Regions from separate parts of the Ovis aries genome. Here region 2 is linked to region 1. Evidence: chromatin contacts called from public Hi-C data. All regions are on one chromosome and are shown on one strand. Each heading gives the region's core, a stretch centred on a gene start, on an enhancer-like site or on the middle of the called end of the contact. The rest is flanking DNA. Distances are from core to core; before and after follow the strand shown.

Region 1 (3,076 bases), core at 253-2,752:
CCTCTAGCAGTTTCGCAGCTTTCTTTGTGCTTCCTGCATTGTTTGAATTTTTCAACATGAACAGATGTTGTTTTAACAAAACAATAAAACCATTAACAGTAAATATGTGCCCTAATTGTACCACACAGAGGCAAACACTACAGGATTTTAGATATATTTCCTGTCAGGCTCTGTCCTGTGTGTTGTTTGGCCCACCCTGTATATAAAATTCTGAAACCTGCCTTCCTGTTTACATTATAATGTAAACAGTTCTACAAAGAATTAACATTTTTTATAATCATGATGTTTAATTCCTACGGAGTATCTTACGGTATGGCTTTATCTAATTTAAACATTTCCGTATTTTTGGCCAGCTTGGGTTGCTCTTAATCTTCACTGTTACAAATAGCATTTTCTTAAACATCTGTGCTGTATACTGAATTGTTTCTCCCTAAAATTCATTATGTTGAATCTGTAATGTCCAGTGTGATGGTATTTGGAGATATGGGGCCTTTGGGAGAGAAGGAGTTTAGTGAGACCAGGAGGATTGGGCCCTCACGCCGGGGTGAGTCAGGAAGAAACCAGGGAGCTCACATGCTAGAGTGCTCCGTCCCTGTCTCCATCCCTCCGTTCCCCTCTCCTCTCTCCCCCCTTCTCTCTCCTGTCTCTCTGCCACGTGAGGACACAGCAAGAAGGCATCCACTCCCCTGGAACCCAACCATGCTGGCAAGGCTGATCTCTGGTTCCCAGGCTCCAAAACTGTCAGAAAATAAACTCCTGTTGTTTAAGCCAGCCGGTCTCTGGTGTTTTGTTATGGCAGCGTGAGATGAGATAATCTGTATGTATAAACATTTTGTATCTATGTAAGTTATATAATTTTCTGTGTCACATACCATCCCTCCAGGAGAGATCTGTGACAAGGGATAAGGGCCGTGGACCTGCCTGAGGCTTGCCAACATCACTGCTCTCTCTATGAGGCAAGTTATCTGCCTCACAAAACTGAACCTGGAGCCTCCCGCAGGGACAGCAGGGACAGTTCCCTGTTGGTTCCTCACAGAGAATCACTCCTGCAGCTTATCGTGCGTTTATAAAGCAGGGGGAAAGCGCCTTTATCCAGACACCTCCACCGTCCTGGACTGGGGGAGTAGAACTGCTTGGGGGACTTTTACCTGGGGTTTCAAGCTCAAGGGTTCTAGGAATTTAGAAACCGCCTTGGTTGGGAACAATACTCATGGCCGCCTTGAGAACTTCCGGCCTGCCCAGAGCTGGCTGCGAGCTCTCTACAGCTTCTCTCAGTTGGTCCTCACAGTAACCCCATGAGGCAGGGGTGGGAACATAAATACAGAAGGTGAGTGGGCTGGCTAAAGCTCACACAGCAACAAGCAGCAGAGCCCCTGCCTGCCAGGCTTCAACACCTGCGGTGTTTCCTCCACAGCCCTCTGCCCTTCGAGAAATTGCCGGGTGGATCTCACAGCCTCGAGAGTTTCCTGAGGTCACAGACGCGAGCGTCAGTGCATGTCAGGTAGAGCAATGCTTCGCTCCACCACAAGGGGGCTCCAACTACCAACTCCTCGGCAAGGGCCCTTAGGGTGAGGCAAACTCGATTGGGATTTGAGAAACTTAAAGAGGTCAAGGATCTCCCCAGGGAAGGGGGTCACACCAGCTTGGCAATATCGGGATTCCTTTTCCTGACTTTATGGGAAAATTTTGAGCTTCTTACCATCAAGAATAATGGTAGCTGTAGGTTTCTGTAGATACTCTTTATCAAGTTAAGGAAGTTCCCTTCTGCTAATTAACATAAGCAGGTGTCAGCCTCTGTCAAATGCGTTTTCTGTATCTACTGATGATATGAACATGTGATTTTTCTTCTTTAGCCTGCTGATGTCATGGATTACATTAACTCATTTTTGTATACTGCACCAACCCTGGGGGGTAAATCCCACCTGGTCATGGTATATACTTCATTTTATGTATTTTTAAATTCTGTTTGCTAACATTTCATCGGGGATTTGTGCATCTGTGCTCATGAGAGATACTGATCTGTAGTTTTCCTCCTTGTAATGTCTGGTTTTGGTATTAGGGTTATTGGAACACCTTTTCCAAAGACACAGGGATGACCAAGCAGGCCAGCATCATGCCCACTGCCAGGCCCTGGGCATAGCGCTCTTGGCTCAGCTCTGCCATCTCATTCACAAAGCCTCACTCCAGTTCTACAAATAGGAGTCATCACCCTTGCCCCACACCTATTTTAGAGATGTGGAAACTATGGCACGGGAGGGGGACATGATGTGACCGACATCACAGAGAACAGCAGGATGGAGACAGCTCCACCTGGAGCTCCCCTGTCTGTCGGGTCCCAAGACCCCCAGAGAACTGCGTGCCCCCGGGGAGATGGGGGCGAGCACGGCGGGGCAGGGGGCGGTACCTGCAGCTGCTGCAGCTCACTCATGTTGCTCTCACACTGGGCCAGCATGTCCCGCATCTGGTTCTCATGTTTCTGCTGCTGCTGCAGCCGCTCTGCCTTCTGCCTCTTCTCTTCCTGCTGGGAGAACTGCAACCGAGAACAAGCGAGGTCCCTCCCTCAGGGAGACGCCCCAAGGGGCCAGAGTGTACACAGGCAGTGTCCTGCGCCACTCAGGCAGGGTCCCTGTGCAAAGTCCTCCCAGCCCCGCCTTCAAGGAGCCCACAGACTGGCGGGGACACTGAGACGCGCTAGGACAGTGTGTGGAGGAGGCAGGAATCACAGGAGTCCAGGGTCACCGACTCCATGTGCCCGAGCCCCCTGGGTGACTTGTGAGTGGGGGTCTCAGTAGATGAAAAGGTGGAAGCAGCTGCAGGACGGAAGCCCAGGAGTGTGGCAGGGAGCGTGCATCAGAAAGCAGCGCCAAGCCTCCTTCCTGTCCACCAGAGGGCGTCAGCGTGAGGCTTCCATTCCACTCCTCTTTCCAAGACTCTGCTCCATCTCACACTCCCCTGAATGTGTAAGATTCAGGCCCCACCACACCTGGGTCGGGCCCCACTCCATGACACCCCAGGCCCCCGACCTGCTTGATCTTCTCGCGCTGCTCAGCGGCGCTGCCCCCTCCGTTGATGTGGA
Region 2 (3,076 bases), core at 254-2,753, 120 kb after region 1:
GGGGATACTAATGTCACTCCTTCAGGGACTACAATCTGGTAACTCAGCTCACCACCACTTTCAGGTCGAAAAGAGCAAGTCTTGACCAGGAGGACTGAGAGAAGCCCTATCTGGGGTTCAAGCTCCTAAAAGGGGAGTCCTGCGGTCAGAGTGGTCCACAAGCTCAAGGAATCCCATGGAAGGTGACGGTGGCTCAGGACGGGGGTGTCCTCCTGGAGAACACGTGGGTTTCTCTGAGTAAAGGGTTTCCTAGGAGGAAGGAGATAGGGGAAGGGTGCCGTCAAGCCCTGAGTGTTTTTTGGGGTCCCCAGTACGACTCAGAAACACAGAACTTCTTCTCAGGACCCACACAATGCCTACAGCAAACGTGTCTAGAATTAATCAGCTATGCCCCACCCACCCCTCCACAAAAGCTCTCTGGCCTCCTATTCCTCTAGGGGAAAGGTGACTACAGGCTGGGAGACTCCCCAGCAGTGACTCATCCACATACTCAAATCTGACACCCGAAGCGCAGGATTCCAGAGGCCCTAACCTCCCGCTCTGCCGGCCCCAGCCATTTCCAAGCCTAACCTCTCACTCCGAACCCCCCTACCCCACCCCCGGTCTCTCCGTCTCTGGCTCATCTTCAGGTGTGTCCCTAATTTCATCGGACCCAGCCCTTCCAGACGCAGCCCAGTTGCTCTGTGCCCATCGCCTCGGCACCCTCACAGCATCTGGGTGGACTCCCCTAAAAAGTACGCCTAGTCTCGGACGCTAAAGTTCTATAAGCGCCCCTTTGTCTCCCCCTGCGGCGCCGAGAGCCGTGCGGGGCGCACAGGAAGCGCTCGGAAAAAGCTTGGGGGCAGCCGCCGCGCCGTCAGGGGCGCAGGGGCTGAGCCGGGCTGAGTGAGGGGACCCCCCGCCCCCGGCAAAGGAGAAGGGTCACCGGGACCGGAGCCCGGGACTCCGCGGTCAGGACCGGGCAGCTCCTCCGCGCTCTCCCGAGCCGCGGCCGAGACTGACCGAGGCCAGCGCCCCTCCCTTCCGGAGCGGCCCCACGCGCCCCGAGTCCCCCACTCTCGGCGCCCTCACCTTGTAAACCTTGCCGAAGGCACCGTCGCCCAGCTCGCCCACGATCTCCCACACCTCGTTGGGATCCAGGTCCCGGCGGACATGCTCGTATTCGCGGGACTTTCTCTTCTCGAAGGTAGACAGGCGCAGGATGCGGCGGAAATTGGCGAAAGCCATGGCTGGGGCGCGCGAGCCGGGGAGCGAGGTGGCGCGGCTGCCGCGGCCGCGAGGCGGAGGGGCTGGAGGGCGCCGCGGCGCTCGGGGGCTCTCCGCAGCCCGGCCCTGCCCCGCAGCCCGAGCCGGGTCAAGTGCGCCGGGGGCAGCTCGCGGCCGGAGCACCCGGAACCGCGCAGGCAGCCGCGGTCCCCGCCCCCGCTCGGTCCCGTCCCGGGGCCGCCTCCCGGTGCCGGCCCCGCTCGCGCCGCGCCCCTCGCCCAGCCTCGGGAGGCGTTCCGCGGACCCGGCTCCACCTGCCGCTCCCCGGCAGCACCCGGAGACCCCCTAATTGGCTACGGGCGCTCCCCGGCTCCGCCCGTCGCCGCAGGGCACTCTGGAAACTGTAGTCCCCCGCGCGCCGCGCGCCCGCGAGCAACCGGCTAGGCTTTGGATAGTTTAGGGGACGCCTCGGCGAGAGCGTCCCGGGGCTGGGAGGCCCCCAGAGTCACGTGGCTCCCGATATTTCTGCCGGAGCGAAAGGGGAACCAAACTGGCTCTTCGCGAGCGCCCACTGATTGTTGTCCAAAGACCAAGAGGGCGAACCGACATTAATCGCTGAATCCGCCCTGTAACTTCCCGGCAAAGCTGCTCTGCCCCCGCCCACTTTTCAGGTGGGGGCGCCGGGAGGGCTAGGCACCAGCCCCCCGCTACACATCCTGTAGGCTGAGCCGGTGCGGTTTCCTCGGCGCGGTGCTGCCTCCTAGCGCGGGAGATGCCGGGTCCTGGCGGCAGTGGTCAGTCCTGGAGACCCAGGCTCCCCGTCTCGCTTCCCGCCTCGCAGGGGCTCTGCCCACCGAGATCCACCCACCGGCCAGGATTACAGGGCTAGGAGAAAGAGCTCCTTGCCTACCTACGCATCACATGCATCAGGATGGGTCTTCAGGTATATTTGAATATTAAGTAAAAGCTTTCTTATTCTTAATTTCCCAATTAAAAAAAATAAGATCCTTACACAGGGAGGCCTGGTGTGCTGCTGTCTTTGGGGTTGCAAAGAGTTGGACACGACCGGGAGACTAAACAACATACATAGAATTAAGTCTTCTGACTTAAGACCATCATTCTCGATTCTGGCCATTTTTTACTTGCCGCTGTTAACTGTCTCTAGGGCAGTTACACTTATATATAAATCTAAGTGGGTTCCAAACGGTGGGCAGCGTGTAAAGCTTCTTACGGTAACTCTCCCTCGTAAATAGAGCCTCAGTGAATGTCACATCCAATAGTTCCGGTCCCTATGGAGAAAATTCATGTTGAGGTGTTTTTACCACTCCGGAACTGCAGGCAAACACCAATTTGGAAAGACAGCTGCAGAAGCCTACGGTTGCTGGTAGGGGTCTGCATAAAGGGTGCCCTGAGTAAAGACTGAAACGTCTCCACCACTTAGTGAGTGGTTGCAACTGTAGAAAGTCTTAATCACCAGAAGAAGCAAACACAGCACAAGACTGGGCTCTCACCCGCAAATAAGCCTCCCAGAGCAAGCTGGAAGGCCGGTCTTTCCCTGTTCCAGTCCACCTGACCAACTCTGTGAAGCAGCTGGGAGGACAGTGGGGAGGCTCTCCCATTGGGAGGAAGGGGCTCTGACTTAGGTCAGCCTAGGGGACTGTGAAGAAGGCTGAGCGCTGAAGAATCGATGCTTTTGAACTCTGGTGTTGGAGAAGACTCTTGAGAGTCCCTTGGACTGCAAGGAGATCCAACCAGTCCATTCTAAAGGAGATCAGCCCTGGGATTTCTTTGGAAGGAATGATGCTAAAGCTGAAACTCCAGTACTTTGGCCACCTCATGCAAAGAGTTGACTCATTGGAAAAGACTCTGA

The links. A called contact is a pair of places that touch in the nucleus more often than the background predicts.
Region 2: a contact with region 1 is called in a Hi-C map of liver, with 4 times the contacts expected there. The contact joins the promoter of STK10 here to the enhancer-like site in region 1. A contact is called at or near these places in 5 of 16 Hi-C or Micro-C datasets (hypothalamus, liver, muscle and 1 more).

Annotation. Positions count from the first base shown.
Region 1 is chr16:4,020,304-4,023,379 of ARS-UI_Ramb_v3.0, forward strand. STK10 (serine/threonine kinase 10) reads right to left here. Exons shown (of 19, transcript XM_015101234.3): 16 at 3,024-3,076; 17 at 2,405-2,530. LOC105602450 (a long non-coding RNA gene) reads left to right here. Exons shown (of 3, transcript XR_009596741.1): 3 at 1-771. Among named protein-coding and RNA genes, the nearest start is that of FBXW11, 45 kb to the left of the region's middle. Within about 2 kb of position 1,503, at least 11 of the 54 cell types and tissues checked have an H3K27ac peak or open chromatin away from gene starts, as enhancers often do. A contact at or near this core is called in liver, where this site is marked.
Region 2 is chr16:4,141,244-4,144,319 of ARS-UI_Ramb_v3.0, forward strand. STK10 (serine/threonine kinase 10) reads right to left here and starts at 1,504. Exons shown (of 19, transcript XM_015101234.3): 1 at 1,072-1,504. The coding sequence starts at 1,227.